Regions from separate parts of the Rattus norvegicus genome. Here region 2 is linked to region 1. A link is a contact called in public HiChIP or PLAC-seq data. All regions are on one chromosome and are shown on one strand. The core of a region is the stretch at or near the end of the contact, and the rest is flanking DNA. Distances in the headings are between cores, read along the strand shown.

Region 1 (3,470 bases), core at 488-2,987:
AGCTGCCTTAGGAAGGTAACACTAATGTTGGACACAAAATCACTCGCACTTAACCTTGCAGTTAGGAAGGGAGAGACACAGGAAGAAGACTCTCATTTAATGTTTCATGTTTCCTACATTGTGTGGGGGCACTATGTGTGTGTGTGTGTGTGTGTGTGTGTGTGTGTGTGTGTGTATGTGTACCTGTGTCTGTGTGTGTGCATCTGTGTGTGTATGTGTGTGCATTTGCATGTATGTGCATCTGTGTGTGTGTGTGTGTGTGTGTGTGTGTGTGTGTGTGTGGTGCATGCTTCAAGGGAGGTCGATTTACCATCACTGCCTGAGTTTGACCTACCCAAGCTATAGTCACGTAACTTCTTGTGTCCCATTCTTTCTGAACGGTTAACATCACAGAATGATTATGAGTTTGTCTGGAGCGCCCGGGGCAGTTTACAAACGTGGTAGGTGCTCTCTGCTTGTTTGCTTTTATTAGTCTATGTTAATGCAGTCCCAGTTATCCCTTCGGAGATGGAGGAAAATGAAGCTCAAGGAGATTAAGTTCATCACCGGAGATGGCAGAACCTGAAAACAAATTCCGATTTATCTGCAGTAGGGTTTTTTTTTTCCCCTTTCCTTAGAACACGACCAGGCATGCTCAATGCTATCAAATGTCCTCTCCTGTTGGCCAGCTTACGGTTGAGTTCAGCAGCCTTTCTTTGCACTGGAGAGGGTGAGAGCCTGTATGACTGGGTCTAGGTCTCTAATTTTCCATTCTACCCATCTCAGGAAAAAAAAAAAAAAAAGCACCAATAGTCAACATACTGGGGAGGGGCAGCAGAGGAAGTGACATCCTTCTCTTCCCCCTTCCCTCCTCTCACTAGCAGGGGGTAATATTCAAAGCCCTTGTCATAGTTTGGGGTATTCAAGGACAAAGACAGGCTTCAAAAGGTGAAATTTACAAACACCACTTAGCCCAAAGTTTTCTACACACATTGCCTTAGAACATACACGACGAGGCTGTTAACAGCTTGCCGCTATTCAGAACTGTACACTGCGAGGGACTATTTTATTTATGTATTTATTTAGGCCTATGTTATTTAATTTCATATGTCTAAAATTGTCTGCCCTTCTTTCATTTTCACATACTTAAGGAGAAAGTTGACTGAGGGAATAATGAATTCTCCTGCTTTCTCATGCAGCTCAGATTTCATGCTTGGTCAGTGACTTGATCTGCTGTACTGCCTGTCTATTTGTCTGTCTGTACTGCCCACCACGCAGTCCTGAATGATAGGAGGGTAGGGCATGATCAGAACTCCGGGTTCCTCTTGGAAGTCTTTTCCTATGTCTGGTGCTTCTGGAAGTACCACAGGGCCTCCCTTGATGGCAGCTCACTAGAGGAGACAGCAGTCAGATTAGCCACGCAGAGGCTCCCTAGGGGCTCATATTTCCTGGACCGGATGACAGGCCGAGCCCGGAACCCCGGATATTGCGGGGGTCTACACAGGATGCGCACTGTGTCCATCAGGCGCATCCCAGCATCCGCTTGTGTTCAGCTGTGGCAGATCCGCTAGGGCGTCCTCCTGTTCCAGGGCCTGGAAAACAGCAGGAATCTCCTTGTCCGCCCAGCGTCCTGTAACCGCCCCCCCCCCCGCCCCTCTCCGCCGCCCCATAGGACCCAGGGCGGAGTCGCCCACCTGTCATCGAAACGTCCCACGTGGGTCTGCGGGAGGAGGGTTGAAGGGAGGGAGAAAAGGCAGAGGCGTTGAGGGAGGCAGACGCGAGGAGGAACGGAGGAGAGGCGGAGATCACCGAACAGCAGAACAATCTAGAGGATCCCTCGACACCTGGTAAGGAAGGGGCAAGTGAAAAAGGAGAAAGAAACGGGTTAGCGTGAAGAGAAGGAAAAGATGGGGGCGAGGAAGGGGCTGCGTATACGCGACAAGGTAAGATGGAGAGATGCGCTACAAGAGAACAGTTCTAGCTAGACGACGACGGGCTAAGGGTGGGGGTTGGGGGGATAGGGGGCGGAGGAGGAACCTAGGCGTCTGCGCCTTTAAGGTTGCCAAGGCAACCGCTCTGGCCAGAGCGAGGCGCATTGACGTCAGCAGCCGAACGCTGATTGGCCGCGGTCGGCTGGTTTCCGGTGGAGCCGTCGCGGACCCGCTATCGCAGACTGGAGTGAGGCTGCGAGCTGAGCCCTCTGGACGCTCGGTACCCCCGGCAGCCTCGCCCTGCGCTACTCAGGCCCGCGCCGCCGCCCGTCCTCAGGTGAGTGCAGGCCGGAGGCCTGACCGGGGAGCCGCCGGCCACGGCGCTCCGCTGCGCGTTCCTGAAGGCGCGGGAGCGAGCCAAGATGGCGCCCCGGGGAGCGCGCTGCGGGGGGACGGCCGCACCCCCTGCGCCTCCGAAGCGGCCTTGGTGCCTCACGCAGGCCTCGCATTCTGCTCCGGTCCGCACCTGCACCCCTCCCCGCGGGGCTCTAGGCCGCCCGTGCCCCCCGCCGTCCCTCCTCCGGCCTTAGCGTCTCCTGGTTCCCGGTCCTGCGCTGCTCTCGGCCTCCCTGGGCTCCCTAGCCGCCTCCGCCCCCGCGCGCCGCGGCCTCCGTGCCCGTCCTCCCTCCCCCACTTCCTGAAGGACAACAGCTCGATTTTTTAGCCGGAATCCGCCATGGCTTTTCTATCTGGCCTCGTCATTGGGCTGTAGTCTTCATCTCTGCCTGGTCGTTTTTTCTGCACCGGGTTCCCCTCCTCTACGGGGCTCGTCTCCCTCCACCCCTCCACTCGGTGATTTCAGTCTAGCTCCATTTCCCTTTGTCCCCCTTCCAGTTCTCGTCCTTTCCCGATTTCCAGAGCCCCGCCGCCCACTCCTGCCTTCCCAGGTCTCCGGCTCAACGTCTGCGGTCTCCTGCCTGATGGGGGATGAGGGGGTCTTCTTTCTGCACTCAGTGGTCATGACCGTGGCCTAAGTGAAGTGAAGGGCACTTTCCTGCCCTCCCTTGTGAAAATACGCGGCGCCTGTTAACCCCTCCAGCTCAGCGCGGGTGTGGGGGATAGCCGATGACTTGAGGGAGCCAGGATAGATAGGTTTCTTGAGCAGAGAAATGAAAGCTCGCGTTAGGTGATGACCCTCCCCCAAGGCCCTGTTAGAGTTGCTCGGTATCCTCCAGGAGACGTGGGCTCTGTCAGCAACAGGCTCTCAAAGCGTTTTAAATGTCTTCCAATGTGGCCCTTCTGACAGTGAGAGTTTCATCAGAACCGAATTTCTTTAAGAATCTGCCCTCTTATGAATACTCGGTGCAGTGATGATGGTTTTAAAGTGTTTGTTTTGGAGGGTAGTTAAGTTGTTGGGTTTTTAAAAAGTAAGTACAAACGTGGAACAAAGACATACCGGATTAAAAATACTGAGGCCATAAAATTAGATAATTTGGGGTTTCATATGATGAGTGCAGTAATTTGGGGGGAGTGTTTGCATTTTCTTACCAGTGCCTTCCT
Region 2 (3,470 bases), core at 348-2,847, 220 kb after region 1:
CTTGCCACAAGCTATGGTAAGCAAGTGAGGTTTTTGGAGATGGTCCACCTTTTTGCAAGGCTGTGACAGGTTTGCTCTGAGAGGCATGGACCCCAGAGACTTCATCCTGGATTGCTTCTCACTGCTGCTGTGCCTTTTCAGTCACCATTACATAGCCCAGTGATCCCTGGGCATCAGCCCACCTGTTGGGCAAATTTCTTGCAAACAATGTGAAGATGGACCTTCAAGTAATAATAATGCTGTTTAGATGAATGAATGACTTTATAGAATTCCTGATTGGATCCAAATAATTTTAGGAAGGAAGTTTAAGGAGACGGTTCTAGTCTTTTTGCCAGAAAGATGTAATCAAGTTAGAATCAAGAATAGAATGTGCCCCCTCTTCGTAGAATAGTAAGGAAGGTGTGCATAATAAGGAACATAATGAGCTTCCATAAACTGCTCTAAGAAGAGAAATAGGCTTGGGACAGATTTGTGATCAAGGAAAAATACTCATTCTAGGTCAGGTCCAAGGACGAGGCCACTGGCATGTGCTATAAATAAAGCCAGGCCATGTGAAACTGCTGCTTTGAACTTATAATGTGCTTATAGAATGAAACATTGCTTTGAACTTAGACATCCTTTTGTAACTCCTTTTTGTGTAACATCTTTGTTTGTGAGCTAATTTTATAAATTAATTTTATAAAGAACTTCTATAAAGAAATTCTAAAAAGGCTGAGAGAAAAAAAGTGTGACTGTTGGGGCTCTGCTTCATCCACCAAATATACATATCTGTAAATGTGTGTATATGTAATAATGTACATATGTAGGAATATATATGTATATATTTCTATGCATGTATATATGTATGTACATACATATGTGTGTATGTATATGTGTGTACATACATGTGTATGTATATGTGTGTGTATATGTATGCATGTACATATATATGTAGGTATACATAAAGTTGAATAAATATTAAACAGACAACAAGCAAGCAAAGTGAGCCTTGGAAAAACAGCACCCAGTGTGGACCTCTGGCCTGCACATACATGCATGTATGTGTGTGTGGCTGGAAGGGCGTGCATGCATTTGCCACACACACAGATGCACACACACACAGACAGACACAGACACACACACATACAGAAACACACAGAGACACAGACACACACAGACATACACACAGACACAGACATACACACAGACACACACACAGACACACACACAGACACAGACACACAGACACACACAGACACACAAACACACACACGACACACCCACACATGTCATAATAGAGCATTGTCGCACTGCCAACTTTATGAATTAAAACAAAAGAAGAAAAGAAAAAAATCACTTAAAATGAATGTACTGTGCACTGATCACAGAGAAAGGTTGAGATTCATGTGCCCAGTAGAGGGCAGTATTTCTCCTTGCCTAGAGTGTTTTCACTCTTGTAAACATACCCACAAGGCAAAGCACTTCCATCCATAGAGAACAGAAAAACAAAACAAACCGTCTGGATTCAGTGTTGATAGCGAATGACCACTGGAGAGGAGGCGTCCTTGGTACTCGAATTTATCCTTTAGCATTTAGCGGCTGACAGCAGGGCTTTTGTGTTTAGAAAGAGACAGAATGAAACAGAGGAAGCCCGGGTTGGTCGCAGTTCCCACCAACTCTCCCTGTGACACCAGATGTGTGTATCAAGACAAGGCAAGCAGAGGACTCTCAAGGGTCCCTAAGGCTTCCACTTAGCTTTGTCCCCACTGCTGATGTAGCCTACTCGAGATTCTCTGTCCTTCCACCATTTGTCTGTCCAGACCTGGTGCTGCCCTTCTGCCCTTATGCTTCACCTTTACAATTTCCATGGTCCTGTCTATTTCTTCTCTATCTGCGGTCAGCTCAACGGTCTTTCTTAACTCTATGACCCTTCAGTTTGTCCTGTAGGCTTATAGTGGCCTCCTACCTAATATCTACCTACTGAGGTGGCTCTTCATGATTCTATCAGTGTCTTTCTCTAGCTCCAGTAAAGTACCTCTGAGCTCTGCTGAGACTGCTTTAATTCTTTGGCAGTCATTCAATATCTATCTATCTATCTATCTATCTATCTATCTATCTATCTATCTATCTACTTATCTATATCTATCATCTATGTATGTATGTATCTATGTATCTACTATCAATGTATAGATATAGCTACTGTGTAGTGTGTAACGTGTGTTCTGAGAGTTAATATTAGTAGCTAATATTGGGCTAAAAGTAGTCTGGAGAGATGTTTATACCTGGTGCAGCATCTTGCCTTCATGGTCGTCTGACATTTATGGTGTCTTTTATGGCTTCCATGGTCCTGTATCTTACCTCTACAACCTCTATATGAATTCCTCCAGGGAGACCTGTTTAACCCTTAATGATTCTCATCTACAGCTTAGTGGTTAAGAGCACTTGCTACTCTTCCAGAGGACCTGAGTTCAATCTCTAGAACATACTGGGGCAGCTCACCACCACATATTCCTCCAGCTCCAGGGGATCTGACATCTTTCTCTGGCCATTCTTGTCACTGCACTCACATACACACACACACACACACACACACACACACACACACACACACACACACACACACTTTTTGAAAAAAGATTAGAATAAAAAGAAACCCATGTTTGCCAACAGCCAATTTTGAAGAGAGCTGGGAGTACTTGGCCAACTGCAGCCAATACAACTGATTTACTTGTGAATTATTTGCTATTCAGTAACTCCTGACACTGGGGAAGGACACATCCATTTCTGGCACAGCATGCTTATGCACAGGGCACCATGCTTCATCTGTTTTCTCCTTGAAATAGCAAAATAAAGGGAGGCAAATTCTGGCAGAGACTCTCCGTGGGAGACGAGGGTCATGTGGAAGGGGAAATAGGGCCGGCTTATGATGAACTACAATCAACTACTCTTCCGAGGCCATGCTAATGAATTTCTCCAGGGAGGTATGCTTAGCACTTAACAGCTTTCATACAGAAACCCATTTGTGAGTCCACAAAAAGATCATTATTTCTCTCAATCCCTGCCCCCTTTCCCACTGAGCCAGGAGATAATGCTGCATGACAAAAAAACCCAGAAATAAAAAGTAGGAAGAGAAGTTATGCCAAAAGATTCTTAACAAGCTTAAAATCCTAGGAGAGACAGCAAAGAGGACACTCTAGTGAATTTCTTGTTCATGAATGCTAGAGATTAGCTGGAGGGGTCCTTAGAAGCCACCAAGCCCATGCCTCCTTGCCTCATGGAAGAGAGAAAGAAGGTTCAATCCTTGTTGGAAGAGAAGTTTGTAGGGCAGGAGTCACATGAGTTCTGGTGGAAACACTAGGTGATCAGAACTCAACTCTTTAAATGCCACTTACTTGATTGACTTCCCAAAGGACCTACAGGGAGATTTTTTATTCTCAACTTGGGTAGTAGTCACTGACAGAGGTTGAATGGTGAACTACAGATGGGTCCTC

Evidence for each region. HiChIP or PLAC-seq counts read pairs in DNA pulled down with a chosen protein or histone mark.
Region 2: an H3K27ac HiChIP or PLAC-seq map of oligodendrocytes shows a contact between it and region 1, with 4 times the contacts expected there. The contact joins the enhancer-like site here to the promoter of Prkar1a in region 1. A contact is called at or near these places in 5 of 12 Hi-C or Micro-C datasets (the A7r5 cell line, hepatocytes, kidney and 2 more) and 1 of 1 datasets of contacts at active chromatin or transcription factors (oligodendrocytes).

Annotation. Positions count from the first base shown.
Region 1 is chr10:95,118,800-95,122,269 of GRCr8, forward strand. It overlaps Prkar1a (protein kinase cAMP-dependent type I regulatory subunit alpha), which reads left to right and starts at 1,738. Exons shown (of 11, transcript NM_013181.2): 1 at 1,738-1,826. It overlaps LOC100912202 (a long non-coding RNA gene), which reads right to left and starts at 1,812. Exons shown (of 3, transcript XR_010055860.1): 1 at 1,674-1,812; 2 at 335-1,571.
Region 2 is chr10:95,342,619-95,346,088 of GRCr8, forward strand. No RefSeq gene overlaps it. Among named protein-coding and RNA genes, the nearest start is that of 1700012B07Rkl, 40 kb to the left of the region's middle. Within about 2 kb of position 1,598, at least 6 of the 93 cell types and tissues checked have an H3K27ac peak or open chromatin away from gene starts, as enhancers often do.